Linked DNA regions of Acanthopagrus latus: region 1 is linked to region 2. Evidence: chromatin contacts called from public Hi-C data. All regions are on one chromosome and are shown on one strand. The core of a region is the stretch at or near the end of the contact, and the rest is flanking DNA. Distances in the headings are between cores, read along the strand shown. Region 1 holds the start of irx2a (iroquois-class homeodomain protein IRX-2a). Region 2 holds the start of irx1a (iroquois-class homeodomain protein IRX-1a).

The links. A called contact is a pair of places that touch in the nucleus more often than the background predicts.
Region 1: a contact with region 2 is called in a Hi-C map of muscle, with 3 times the contacts expected there. The contact joins the promoter of irx2a here to the promoter of irx1a in region 2. A contact is called at or near these places in 2 of 4 Hi-C or Micro-C datasets (liver and muscle).

Annotation. Positions count from the first base shown.
Region 1 is chr17:12,281,480-12,284,936 of fAcaLat1.1, reverse strand. irx2a (iroquois-class homeodomain protein IRX-2a) reads right to left here and starts at 1,584. Exons shown (of 3, transcript XM_037074594.1): 1 at 657-1,584. All of the region lies in intron 2 of LOC119006167 (a long non-coding RNA gene), which reads left to right.
Region 2 is chr17:12,135,964-12,139,357 of fAcaLat1.1, reverse strand. irx1a (iroquois-class homeodomain protein IRX-1a) reads left to right here and starts at 1,537. Exons shown (of 4, transcript XM_037074474.1): 1 at 1,537-2,094. The coding sequence starts at 1,852.

The DNA of each region.
Region 1 (3,457 bases), core at 335-2,834, 150 kb before region 2:
CAGCTCATATAAGTACAGGCAGCGGTTTGTTCGGCTGGCTGTGATGGATATGTGTGTAGTGTCAGACATGGATAGGGTGGTTTAGTGGAGAAAGGGAAGTAAACACAGTGCCTGTGTTTAAATAAAGATCACGTGAAGTGATCTTTATTTGGGATTTTTTTTTTTTTTTTTTAAGGTCACGTTTATTGTGTCACGCAGCGTCTGTCTGATCAGACAGAAACTTGCGCGCACTCCCGACCGTGCACGACAAAGAGAGAGAGAGAGGGAGGGCGGGGAGAGGGGGAGATAGTGAGGGGAGTATAAAATGGCCAGTACTCTCCTGTTGCAGCTGGTTATTTCGTCAGTCCGGCCATCAGACGCGGACGCTGCCACGAACGTATAAGGGTGCGCGCTCCTCCGGCGGTGCGCACTCCGGCCCGCCGACCCTGCTCCCTCTAATTCCCACCACTTCAAATGCGCGCAGCCCTTATTATTGCAATAACAATCACCAGCTGTAATAAAGCTGTGGGGCTCTCGGTGATCGTAGCCACACATGTCAAACTAACCGCCGACACTGCTGAAGTGTGCGTCCGTGTTGCGCCTTGAGTTTCTGACAGTTTCCGCTCACACACACACAAACACACACACCCCTGCTGGTGTGTTCAGGGGCCCCTCACCTGTCTACGTTGTCTTGTATCCTCGCGTGCTCCTTTTTTTGCGCAAAACAACAGGGGCGCAGCCTCGTCCTTTATTATTGTGATTATGACCTCTGTTGGAGACAAGCGATACAGCACAGCGTGGTGGAAACCTGAAACTGTAACAGCGTTTTTTTTTTGTTTTTTTTTTTTGGAACGGGGCTAGTCAAGGTGGCAACTACTGGGAGGAAGAGTGGCCCGGCGAGGAGTCTTCCTCATCAGTATTCACCCGACTGGACGTATTCATCCATCAGGTGCTCGCTCCCGCGCCTCGGTGTGGTCTGGCACTGTTGTAAACAGCGACGGCGCAGTTTAAATAGGTGCAAAATGCAGCTCGCCTGTTAGCAGGGAGGACTCGTTTATTTGTAACGCCTAAAACACGTGCATGCATCACAATGTGCCAAAGAGAAGAGGCTCGCAGCCTTCACACGTTGCAGTTAATTATGCGCGATATCCCACAATGCCCTGTGTTGAAATCTTGACTTTATTTTTCCTCCTTCAGTTAGTACTACTTTGAGATGAGACCTGAGAGTGTAATGACTCTCACACGACGTGTAATAGAACCAGGCTACTTATCTTAACATACCATATGAGTGTAGGCATTCATATCATAAACGCCTTGTGTGGGAATGCAGTATTCTTTATAAACAGGCAACACACTAAAGCACCCAATGATTTTAATACCAAAATAGACTGCATGTTTTTAATTGTTGACATATGTATAGAAATGTAAAGTAACTGTTTAAAAATCTTTGAAGATACTAATTATTGTGCAACATCTTCTATGTTTTCTTTAGGTATGAATGCGTGTTTGAATTCATGCACCTCAGCTCACTGTCATGTGATGTCGTGTGCATTTTCCAAAAAAAGCAATATGCTGTATGTACTGTATGTATGACAGCAAAGTAAATTGGTCTTTTTCAATATTTGAAGCTCAACCTGTCGACACTTTGTTAAAGAGCCTGTAGGTCCAGTCGTGTTCTTGAGTAGGACAGTGTGCTCAGTATTAGCTGTGCACACTAATTTTACCACATGAGCCCTCTGAAGTGTCAAGCACCTCTTGATCTGTGTGGATATACAGCTGAATATTCACTGTAGTGTCAACAGTAGCTGTCGTTTTCGGCCTGTAAACTTTTACACGTGTTTGGAGATACCAAGAGCAGGGTATTTACCATATCCAATTATTTCTAAAGTCTGCCTGCCATTCAGGAGGTGGTTTGAATATTTTAGGATGATGTAGGTGGTTTCCCTGTTTCAGGCAGGACTAATCAATCCCAGATGAGTAAATGAGTGCTCTCAAAAAGATTGGGTCAAGATATGGCTGACTGGGAGTACTGTTCGGCCCACACCAGGGGGCACTGTCTCCTCTAGACACAGACCACAGGCTAACCATCAGTACTGTACCTTCACTCTGTGTGTGTGTGTGTGTGTGAAAGAGTTTTTTTTTTTCAATTGTGTGTGTGTGTAAGTGTATTTAATTTATGGCGAGGGTATATGTGTGTGCATGTAAATGTCTGCGCGCACATATGCATAATGTCAGTGTGAAAGTGCACCTGTTGGCCTGTTAAAGTGTATAACTTTGTGCATCTGTGTGTGTGTGTGTGTGTGTGTGTGTGTTTGTTGAACCCACAGTAGTGCATTCCAGGTCTCAGTTTCAGACAGGCTGGAGTTCCTAAGATATTTTAGTCCCAGCCTAATGGAGATATAGGAGATGGGAGAAAGGAGATTGACAGACAGGCAGGCAGGCAGGCAGACAGACAGACACACAGACACACAGACAGGCAGGAAGACAAGACAGACAGTGAGACAGACAGTTAAAGCCAGTATGTAGAGACAGTGAGGCAGGCAGGTGGAGCAAGACAGCAAAGTGTCCAGTCAGACATACAGATATCCTGCATGACCTTATCATCAGTTCAGACTAATACGAATAAGGCGTAGTGACTCTAAATCTATCTATCTGTCTATCTGTCTATCTGTCTATCTATCTAGTATGATTAGTTGATTGTTTTGAGTCTCATTCCGCTTTGGGCTGACATCGGGCCTTAATTTCTAACCCAAAGCATCAGTATTTGACGACCTGGGAAGAAGACCTTCCTTACCTTTAATTATCCTTTAATATAGACAAAGTATCCCGACATTCTGTTAACCAGTTATTGTCATGTATGACCACATATGATGTTGAATGGCTTAATGCTGTCTTTCCACCTCATTTTTTTTGTTGTTGTTGAAAAACATCTTCTTCCATGAATCAAGGGAAATAGCTATTGATTTCTCATCCACTCCCCCCCCCCAACAGAATTTACCCCTGAATAATGTAGAACTGGCGGAGTCGGCTTGTATTGCGCCGGCTGATGACTTCTAACTGCTAACCCTTATTTTTGCTAGAGTAAATTGCCCAGAGTTGAATTGAATAGCTGAAGGATATGGCTTTCGATGTCATGCCCTTTGTTTATTACACATATGACTAAATAAATATTGATTTCTGATTTTTCATCCCCTCTTGAAGCTCTGCGCTGTAGCCATCATGGACCCCCTTTTTTGCATTTTTTTCTCAACTGATGCGGCTCTAGGTCGAGATGGAGGGTGTTGGGGACGATGTGCTAATGACGCGGGTGCATTGTTGGGTAAATGTGCAAATACATGCGTGTGTGTCTGTCTGTCACCCTAACTATGCACTGCTGTAGGTGCCTGGCTAACAGTGTAGCAGTGAAATGGACTAGTTATGTAGTCACATTGAGCTGCTCTTGAAATCAATACAGGCTGGAATATAGAAGTATGATTAA
Region 2 (3,394 bases), core at 288-2,787:
TCGAAATCGGATAAGCGGTTCAAGAGGAGCATCTCATTTATTTTATTTATTTATGTATTTATCATTATTATTATTATTTTCACTTAGACATTGTGGAATTAATATTGTGGAAGTGAGAGGAAGAGGAGAGCAAGAGGAAAAATACAAAAAAAATACGTTCTTTAACAGTAATTAATAAAGGAAGAGCCAGCAGTCACAGCGTGGAGGGTTTTAAATGATGGCCGGGAAATGACTGGTAATCCTCTTTTTTTATTTTAAATGAGTGTGTTTAAAAAAAAAAAAAAGAAAATCCACGTCATTTAAAATAAATTAGATATTCCAGAAAAAAATAATAATAAAAATCACATATGCATGATGATATGATTTGACGAGGAGCGACCTTCTCCAGCCTCGGTGTCTGACTGGTCCCCGGCTCCTTCCCCTTGTCCCCCCTTTTCACTCAAAACAAGGAAACGTTGAAGTGGCTCTGTTGTTACAAAGGACAACAGCAATCTGGTTTAAGTCCACACACACACACACACACACACACACGCACATGCGCACACACGCATACGCGCGCTCGCAGACGCAAGGAGGGTGAGAAAACAGGCAAATGTGGCTGATTAAACCTTTATGAAGAAATCAAAGGGGGAAGCCCAAAACAGAAGTCAATACAAACTTACATAATTAATAAATTATATGGAGACCGTTTGCGCGCTGCACCGTGAGTGCTTTGACTTTTTTTTTAGAGAAAAAGGCGTCTGGAGAGTATCTTTTTCTTTCTTTCTTTCTTTCTTTCTTTCTTTCTTTCTTTCTTTCTTTCTTTCTTTTTTAATCAAAACTTTAAATGTATTAAAACGTTTGCTGTTAGAATCACTCATCCCAAGACACTTACATTAAAATGTCGATTTAAACAAAAACGCAGAAGTTTTTGCAAAGACTATGCAAAGAGAAGAAAAAGAAAGCCCACAAAGACTCCAATTCCAACTCGGAGGAAAGACACTTTAAGAGTAAATGAGTCGCTATGAATGAAATAAAAACTAAAAAAAAAAAAAAAAAAACCTAAAAAAAAAAACCTAAAAAAAACAAAAACAAAAAAAAACCGCACCGACAGCCCCGCGATAGCGAAACACTAATTCCTCCGCGGAGTGCCACTTTCCCCCTTTAATTACAATTTAAATCTATTCAAAGTAAGTTCCTTCTTCTGACGGGTTTACTTCCCCCTGTGTCGGACAGCTGTAAAATCGTGTAGACAGGTTGTCATACAACAATCAAAGCCTTCGGTGAATGGACTCTAATGCTTGAACATTTAACATACAATAAGTCCAAACACGGAGGGAGAGCGAGGGAGAGAGAGAGAGGAGAGAGTAGAGAGAGAGAGAGAGAGAGAGAGAGAGAGAGAGAGAGAGAGAGAGAGGCCCCAGCCAATGTGCTCACTCTATATTCACATTATCCACATTGCTCCAAACGAGGAGGAGCTTGCAGGCTCAAGTAGGGGATGCCAATCAAAGCATCAACTTCAAATTGTATCTGAGAGATCAGCCTGGAGACCTCAGGGCCAGGCGCGTCAGTCGGAGCGCAATTGTTGATCAGATCACATCCAGCGGACTTTGCGCGAGAAAAAGAGAGGAAGCCGAGATTTAAGAGCGGGCTTGTTTTGACTGCGCGCCGCTGTGTGCCTGTAGTAGCTGCGACTTTGGCTTGAACACTTTCCCCCCTTTCCACTTCTCCGGGTTCCTTCCTTTTTTTTCACCTCTCGCTATACACTTTTTTTTTTCCTTTTCTTTTTTTTGTGAGTGTGTGTGTGTGTGTGTGTGGGTGTAACGCGCAGTTTTGTCCGGACGAACACAACTGTGCGATCCGGCGGTGGAGATGTCTTTCCCCCAGCTAGGCTACCCGCAGTACTTAAGTGCCTCCCAGGCGGTGTACGGGAGCGACAGACCGGGAGTGCTTACGCCTTCGTCCCGGGGAGGGAGCGGCGAAATCGGAGGGAGTCCGTCCGCCACCGCAGCGGCTGTCACGTCGGTGTTGGGCATGTACGCCAACCCGTACGCGCACAACTACAGCGCTTTCTTACCTTACACCAGCGCGGACTTGGCTCTTTTCTCGCAAATGGTAAGAATAAATGTGGCTGTGTGTTTTGTGTCGGCGGTGCGCTGACGATTGTTTCTGCTCGATGTCTTGGGGAGGGAAAAAAAAAAGAAAACACATGCTGTGTGATCGATCTCAGCAGAAAAGAATCAAGAAATGTAAATGCACTCTTGTATGTCGGATTTTTAAATATATCTGTTGCTAAATATCTGTGCGTAATTGTTCGATTTTACGCAGTTCGGGGCCTCGTTTGGCTGAGTTTGCAAATGGGAAAAGTTTGACGTGCGGCTACAAACAAGAGCGAAAAGAGAGAGAAAAAAATCTGACTGGAAATGATTTATTTACACATGAAAGGAAGCACGTAAACAAAACGTGTAATTCACACCAGACAGCGCGGTTATTATGGCATATTTTTGGGGGGTGATCGATTTTAAATACATTTCACGGTAGAGGAAAAAAAAAAAAAAAAAGAAACACCGCGTGTCAGCAGCCACTGTGTGAAGAAAAAAAAGTTTCTTCACGGCCCAGATTTTTGTGATCAGATCGTTAGAAATACTCTCCACCGCTGAACAAAAAAAAAAAAAAAGCTCGGTCTATAAACATGCAGCGAGTTTAAATCGTGCAGGCTTTGATTTGCGTCCTCCTGCCGTGGATCAATGCCACGTGGAATGTATTTTATATTATTATTATTATTTTTTTGTTCACTGTGTCTAGATGAAGAATTGTCAGATATTTATTGGCCAGGTGATAATAATCAGCTCGCGGTGTGTTAATGTGTTGGAGGGTCTGTGTGCGTCAGGCCCACAGGCGGTGGGCTGGAGCTTCAAAATAAGAGCTGTCCTCCCAGCAGCAACAACAACAGCGACAAAAAGAATCCAAGCGTTGCTTGAACTGATCGATACATTTAAGTGTCGCGTCCAAAGCACATGCAAGCGAGGCGGGGGGTTAAATTCGGCAACAAAAGTCGAAGTGTGGCACGCTGGGAAAACTTCACTTGGGCCTCCAGAAAGTGCTCTGACATGCTTGAAGAGTATGGAGGGAAGTTTTGGCAGGTACACGTGAAGGCTGGCAATTTGCACGCCATCTGTGCGCCTCGCAATGATGTAACAAAACTTCCTCTCGTCCCGTTGACTCCATTTGTTCCGTTCTTGGACAGTCATGTATGAAATATGCCTTGCTAATAAAAGGTCTCTGAGTGAGGAGCCGTGCAGGCGCAGGTGCCGCGGAGCATGTGGCATTTCTGCAAGTTGAGAAGCTTATTTGTGGAAAGAGTCAGGTGCAAATCCGGGATTTCTCTTTATATATATATATATATACACACAGA